Linked DNA regions of Zea mays: region 2 is linked to region 1. A link is a contact called in public Hi-C data. All regions are on one chromosome and are shown on one strand. The core of a region is the stretch at or near the end of the contact, and the rest is flanking DNA. Distances in the headings are between cores, read along the strand shown. Region 1 has its middle 12 kb from the start of LOC103638765. Region 2 holds the start of LOC100282052.

The links. Hi-C and Micro-C count contacts between places; a contact is called where the count stands out from the background.
Region 2: a Hi-C map of bundle sheath shows a contact between it and region 1, with 2.4 times the contacts expected there. The contact joins the promoter of LOC100282052 here to the enhancer-like site in region 1. A contact is called at or near these places in 2 of 25 Hi-C or Micro-C datasets (bundle sheath and tassel).

What each region holds. Positions count from the first base shown.
Region 1 is chr9:103,798,317-103,801,945 of Zm-B73-REFERENCE-NAM-5.0, reverse strand. No RefSeq gene overlaps it. Among protein-coding and RNA genes, the nearest start is that of LOC103638765, 12 kb to the left of the region's middle. Within about 2 kb of position 1,730, at least 17 of the 20 cell types and tissues checked have an H3K27ac peak or open chromatin away from gene starts, as enhancers often do. A contact at or near this core is called in bundle sheath and tassel, where this site is marked.
Region 2 is chr9:104,082,643-104,086,271 of Zm-B73-REFERENCE-NAM-5.0, reverse strand. LOC100282052 reads left to right here and starts at 1,803. Exons shown (of 1, transcript NM_001154965.2): 1 at 1,803-2,899. The coding sequence starts at 1,913. The coding sequence ends at 2,614.

The DNA.
Region 1 (3,629 bases), core at 481-2,980:
ATGACCTAGGCTCTGATTACCAAGTTGAGATACAGAATGGCTCGCACTAATCAGGGCGGCCAGCACTCATTATATAGATTAGAATACACAAAAGGATTTACATAAAACTGTGAATAGTTATCCGGTGTTGAAGCTAACTGTACGTATCTATCCGGCTAACCATTCCTATCTTTCAGCTAACCATTCCTATCTTCCAGGTAGGTTACAGAGGTAACAGCTTTGTTAACACTCCACACACATAATAGCGGTGGGTCGATCGTCCGGAAGAAGACTAAAATCCACGCGCCCATGAAGAGTTTGCTGTTGTATATACAGCAGATCCCTGAGAAGAGCGGCAGCTGAGTATAGTATGAATATTTTATGATACATTATTCAGCCACCACTTGGTCGTTGACGTGTCTTGGGTAGGTCGGTTTGCCATGACATGACATGATAATTACCCAATGACCAAAGCAGAACGACAGAGAGAAGTACTAGCAATAAAGAAAAAGAGCTGAGGCAAAGATGCCGCGCACGCCTTTCCACTTTGCGTCCGGCCGGTCACACACCTGCTATCCGCCCCCGTGGCGTCGTCGTGGCGAGACGGCGAGAGAGTTCGGTGATGGTCGCGCGCGCGTGCCTGCTTTGTGGAGGAGGATAACCTCGTCGACCTGCCCGATCCAAAAACTAAAGCCGACCGGACCGGACCGGCCGGCTGAGTGAGGTTGATGATCGGTCCTGCGCAATATATATAAGTATATGCTTTGCTTATCTCGGTGGAGAAGCAGATTCAGCCGGCGCCGACGCCGACGCACACGGGCCACGGGGTGTGATCAGCGGAGGTCGGTCGAGATCCCTCCTCCACCTTTTTCCGCATGCTCTCAGTGCGTGATAAACGCGACCGGTTTTAGGTATGTCGTCCCGGGGGGTTGCTTTCGATGGGCCATCTACTACATCGACATCCAGGCGCATACTACATGGCATCGATCATCGCTAGCTTTAATGGTGTGTTTGATCGAGGATCGGTGAGGAATGGAACGGCTTTATTCTTACTTTTTTATGTTCGGCGAAACGGCTATATTGGGGTCTATATGTGACAAATATTTAGGATGCTCTCGCTACACCAAAACGATAAGAATGCGAGCGCTCTCTTTTCTCTCCTCCACTCCACACTCATACGGCTCTCCAACCAAACAATAAACGGGAACGGTTCCGCTCTATTCTACTCTTCTACCAAACAAAAAATATAGCGGTTCCGTTCTACTTGCCAAACACATAATGAAATGACTCGATTCTTAGAAACTAAAATAGAGCCGTCCTATCCTAGTTGACTCTCCAACCAAACACACATACCATAAGTTTGCCTTTCCCGAGTCTACCTGGAGAAGATGATGATCTGGGATTCCACCGAGAAATAAAGCTAGCTAATATGAAAGCTACATCATCCGGCCGGTCTCTTTGTAAAAAGGCTCGATCGGCACTAGCGACGATCAGAGCGTGTGTGTGTGTTTTTCGGCTAGCTATGCACTAGTGATCTACATATATGCCTCCTTGTATGTACTATATATACATGCGATGATGTGACCGTGCATCATTTGCATGTCTGCGCCGCCAAATTAAGCATCCGCCAGGAATTAAGACACCAAACGACCACCATGCACGACAGCTTCCCTTGCAGTTGTCGCAGGCGCAGCTGCTTCGGGCTACCCTTGGCGACTGGACATGCATGCATGCGGGCCTCGTGTTATGAATATGGCCGTTGGACGCTGCTACGTGCCAGCACCTGCACGGCCCATTGCAGAGTTTTCGAACGGGCCCCAGGTTCAGAATTGAATGAATGATGCCAATTTTATTTAGGCCCGGCAGGTTCCCGATTCACGCTGGGCACCCGCAGGCTCGTGGGTTGGGCCAGAACACGTAATATGCCAACCTTTGCCTGATTTTTTTTCTTCTTCCGTCTCGGTCGTCATCTACTAGCCCCATTTTATTACATGACCTCTCCCTTGGACTAAAATATGTTTGGTTCACATTGAATGTCAATTACAAGTAATATGTATAGTCTAATTATAAAACTAATTAACGCCAAGAAAAAAATTAAGCATAATTAATCTATGACTAGCAAATGTTTAATGTAGCATAACATGAGAGAATCATAGACTAGTTAGGATTAATAGACTCGTCTCATCATTTAGTGCTTATCTTTGTAATTAGTTTTATAATTACACTACATCTAATACCTCTAACAGGTATCCAAACATCCGATGAGACGAGACTAAAATTTATCCCACGCGAACCAAATGAGCCCTTTCTTAGGGCATGTTTACAAAGGATATTAACGCATCGTGTCTTGACGTGTGTATAGAGGGGTAACATAAAAGAGCGAGGAAACCATGTCTTCATCAAGACACACCTCTCACTCGGTTTTCTAAGCCTAAGGCACAACTTTACCGGCACAATTAACCCAAATAAATAAGTCATGTCTTAGATAGTTTTATTGAATAAGGCATAAGGTTTACATACACTCCATTGTATTTATACATGTCTTAGTTGTGCCTTTTACTTAAAAAAACCACATCATGGTGTCAGGTTGTACAATCCCTTAGAGTGTGTTTGGTTCAGCTATCATCTACGATAAAGATGTTTGCCAGTTGTCTGCTGTGAAAAAGTTGTGACAGGAAAAAACTAAAAGTCATTTGGTTCAAATTGTTGTCATTTGTCCATGATAAATAAATTGTATATTGTTTATATGCACTTTGTTTAACTATATCTATTAATCAATATATCTAATTTAAAAAACGATTTCATATTTGTGTTTCTAATATTTATACAAATAAATTAAATTTACATCTTAATTTTTAATGTTTTATTAAAAATAATTTTGTTTTATTTTATTATAACACTTAATTATTATTTTAATCCTTTTTGGTTTCTATTTACTGTATCTGTTTATTAATATAATATATTTGGATAAGCAGCAAAAGTAGGATACGAGCTATTTTCAAATTTACTACTTTTACAAATAGTTGCTGAAATGCTGAATTCCTTTGGTTGTACTTATATTTTTTTTAAACTACCCTAGACTTATCGTACATGGTATAGTGCAAACTTAGATCTGCTCATGGACCGAGAGCACATTTTTTCAGGCAAATATATTTGGTGTCTAATATATTTTGTTTTATACTCAAGTATCCTCGCTCCAAGTCGTATAGAACATTTGTTGGAGGGTTGATCTAAAAGTTGCTATGTGTGTAGGGAGGCTAGAGCCAAAACATCTTATATACCAGTATAATTCCTGTGTCCTACCACGACATATAAATATTCTATAATATTATGGAAATATGCAATACATATATTATTATTAACCTTAATATCTCACGATGCTCATAGTGGTTGTATGATTGGTTGCATATGTGAAAGGTAAAAGTTATGTTATTTGGTTGATAGGTGAGATATGGTGGAGAAAAACAGATCTATGCGATTCGCACGTGACCCACGACGCACAAAATTCGTGCGTGAAAAGAGTAAAGATTGACAAGTGATGTAAACGTTTGCTGGGTAATAAGAATAAAAAAAATATGTGCTTAATAATTGCCGACTAATTTTGAAGGTTTTGTTTAGGGCGACAAATAGGCTTAGGTGTCGAGTGTTGT
Region 2 (3,629 bases), core at 554-3,053, 280 kb before region 1:
CCGGTGTACACCGGACAGTGTCTGGTGCTCCAGGAATGAAGCGACTCTGAACTCGCCAGCTTCGGGAATCCGCTCCGCTATAATTCACCGGACATGTCCGGTGCACACCGGACTGTCCGGTGAGCCAGCGGGGCAACAACTACTTCGCGCCAACGGTCACCTGCAGAAGCATTAAATGCGCGCCAGAGCGCGCAAAAGTCAGGCACGCGCGAAGTGGCGCACTGGACACTCTACAGGACATGTCTGGTGCGCCACCGGACATCCAGGCGGGCCCAGCTGTCAGAGCTCCAACGGTCGGAACCCAACGGCCTGGTGACGTGGCTGGCGCACCGGACTGTCCGGTGCACCATGCGACAGACAGCCTCCACCAAACAGCTAGTTTGGTGGTTGGGGTTATAAATACCCCCAACCACCCCACATTCAAGTCATCCAAGTTTTCAACCTTCCAATCACTTACAAGAGCTAGGCATTCAATACAAGACACACCCAAGTGATCAAATCCTCTCCCAATTCCACAAAAGCATTAGTGTTTAGTGAGAGTGATTTGTTGTGTTCTTTTGAGCTCTTGCGCTTGGATTGCTTTCTTCTTTCTCATTCTTTCTTGAGATCAATACTCACTTGTAACCAAGGCAAGAGACACAATTGTGTGGTGGTCCTTGCGGGGAAGTTCTGTTCCCGGTTGATTTGAGAAGAGAAAGCTCACTCGGTTCGAGGGACCGTTTGAGAGAGGGAAGGGGTTGAAAAAGACCCGGCCTTTGTGGCCTCCTCAACGGGGAGTAGGTTTGCGAGAACCGAACCTCGGTAAAACAAATCCGCGTGTCACACTCTTTATTTGCTTGCGATTTGTTTTGCAACTTCTCTCGCCGACTCGATTATATTTCTAACGCTAATCCGGCTTGTAGTTGTGATTAACTTTGTAAATTTCAATTTCGCCCTATTCATCCCCCTCTAGGCGACTTTCAATAAGCTTACTTATCATATTCTTTCTCTCCTTGCTACAGATGTCATGATTGTTCTTGCTTCAACTCTATCTTCTGAATCAACTTTTAGTCTTGTTGGCAGAGTGATTGAGGTGGAGATTTTGTCATGTATAAAGGATTGGAAATTAGCAGACTCACATATGCAGCACAATGTGGAGAAGGACACCAAAGAGATGGAAGTTATTCATGAAAGTATGATCCTTGAAGATGCAGCCTCTGTTTGAAAGTTTGTTTGGACTGTAACTTATTTGTTTTATGTACTATGGACTATAACGGACATTAATACTTTAATTTGGAGCCAATTGTATTCTTTTTTCTTTCTTTCTAGGATTTTCTCACGAGGTGTGAGTTTTTACCTAGAAAGGTTTTTAACGAGACAACATTGCACATTAGCTCCAAACCTAATTAAATATCTACTTTGCTGAAGTATTAATGTTATGCTTTGGAATCTGGACTTATAATTGCGAATGTGGACTTGTAGTTGTAATTGTAATATGGACTTATAGTTGTATGGTGATATGTATATGAATCTGATTATGTAATGTGAAGCTAGACTTGTATTAGATTTTGAATTGTGACTTACGTATGAATCTGGATTATGTATTGTAAATCTAGACTTGTTTCAGGCTATTAGACGGCTCGGCCTTATCTGACCTATCGTACTCACGGGCTCACGGCACGAAAAAGACTTGATTATACCGAACCTAAGTCGAAGAGACGACACGACGTGGCAGAGGCGCAGAGGCAGAGCACATCGGCTAAGCCCCGCCGCCCGCAGCCAATCACACTCCTACTACCACCAGATCCCGGATTGCAGAGGATCCCATTTCCCATTCCATCCTAGGGCTCGCGAGTCGCGTCCCCCAAAGTGAATACAGAAACCTCCAGCCCCAGGCCAATTCCTCGACCGCATCGCCACCCACCCCATCTCCATGGCTACCTCCGCCCTCGCTGCTCTGTCCGCCACCGCGGCCGCCGCCGGTAAGCGCATCCTCCTGTCGCGCCCCGCCTCCTCCTCCTCCCTCTCCTTCGCCTCCCGCCGCCTGGCCGCCGGGGCACCCCTCCGGGGGTTCCTTGGCGCGCCAATCCGGGCCGTGGCGTCGTCGGCGTCGGCGGCCCCCGCGGCGGCGGCCAAGACCATCGCGGTCGGGGACCGGCTCCCTGACGCGACGCTCTCCTACTTCGACACGTCCTCCCCCGACGGCGAGCTGAAGACGGTGACGGTCCGCGACCTCACCGCGGGGAAGAAGGTGGTGCTCTTCGCCGTGCCCGGCGCGTTCACGCCCACCTGCACCCAGAAGCACCTCCCGGGGTTCGTGGCCAAGGCCGGGGAGCTCCGCGCCAAGGGCGTCGACACCGTGGCCTGCGTCTCCGTCAACGACGCCTTCGTGATGCGCGCGTGGAAGGAGAGTCTGGGGATCGGGGACGAGGTGCTGCTCCTGTCGGACGGCAACGGCGAGCTGGCGCGCGCCATGGGCGTCGAGCTCGACCTCTCCGACAAGCCCGTGGGGCTCGGCGTCCGGTCCCGCCGCTACGCGCTGCTCGCGGAGGACGGCGTGGTCAAGGTGATCAACCTCGAGGAGGGCGGCGCGTTCACCAACAGCAGCGCCGAGGACATGCTCAACGCGCTCTGAACTCGCGACGCCATGGTTGGTTCGTCTCTTCCGGCAAGAGTTGGTTTCTTTTCCCTGAAAATAATCGTGACGGCAACGGTGGCTTGTGTTACTGCCGCCACTGTTGTGACCGGCGCTGTTACTAGTGCACTGCAGAGATGCAAGTTTCTTGCGAACATGGCTTTATAGGTCTAGCTTCATGCAATTGTTGACGCCCTCTGTTTCATGACTTGTCATGGTATGCAACTCTTGTCTGAGAATTGATCATCTGCATAGTACCACTACTATCACAGGCGTTCTCTATTATTATCAAAGGAGAGAAGGGGCCGCCCAGCCGCAAAATGGCTCCATTTTGACTGGAAGGTTGATGCTGTGATGCTCACCATGCCAAACAAATACTAGGCTCTTGATATTAGGCTGTGCACTGCAGCTGCGGCTAATTGCTATGGTTATCTAGTTTAATTGGGGATTGTCAGCGTTGCAGTGTCCTTCAAAGTTTCTTTATGCCTGCTGTCGGTCTGGTATCACATAAGTTGCTTTCTTAATGAACGCTGAAGCTAGTTTAATTGGGGATTCAGATTCTCAGGTTTTGGCGAGCAAGAGCAAGGGTCAGATGCCTCTTGGGGACGAGCAAAGGTTCTTTCGTTTGCCTTGCTGGTACCCCAGCATCTCTTGCTGTTGGTCAATTATTAATCGTGTCGTCACTGGTAATCAACACTGTAAATAGAGGTACCGTTTGGTTCACGAAATGTAACGTAAATGATAACAATAATGATTCACACTCAATTATTAACTCAATTATCAATGGTAACAAGTTTAAATAACACACTATCAGTTTCTCAGTTTCTAGTGTTGTATCTAATTACAATGGGATTTAATTAAATATGGTTTAACATTATCGTTACTATTCACATTTTGTAAAATGTGAATCAAACAATACAAGAGTTTCTTGGTATGACCATGTTAGAAAATTAGAGCTAGAGACGAGGATGACAGAGTTGAAGAGCCCATCAGAGAAATATCTCGGAAGGGTACT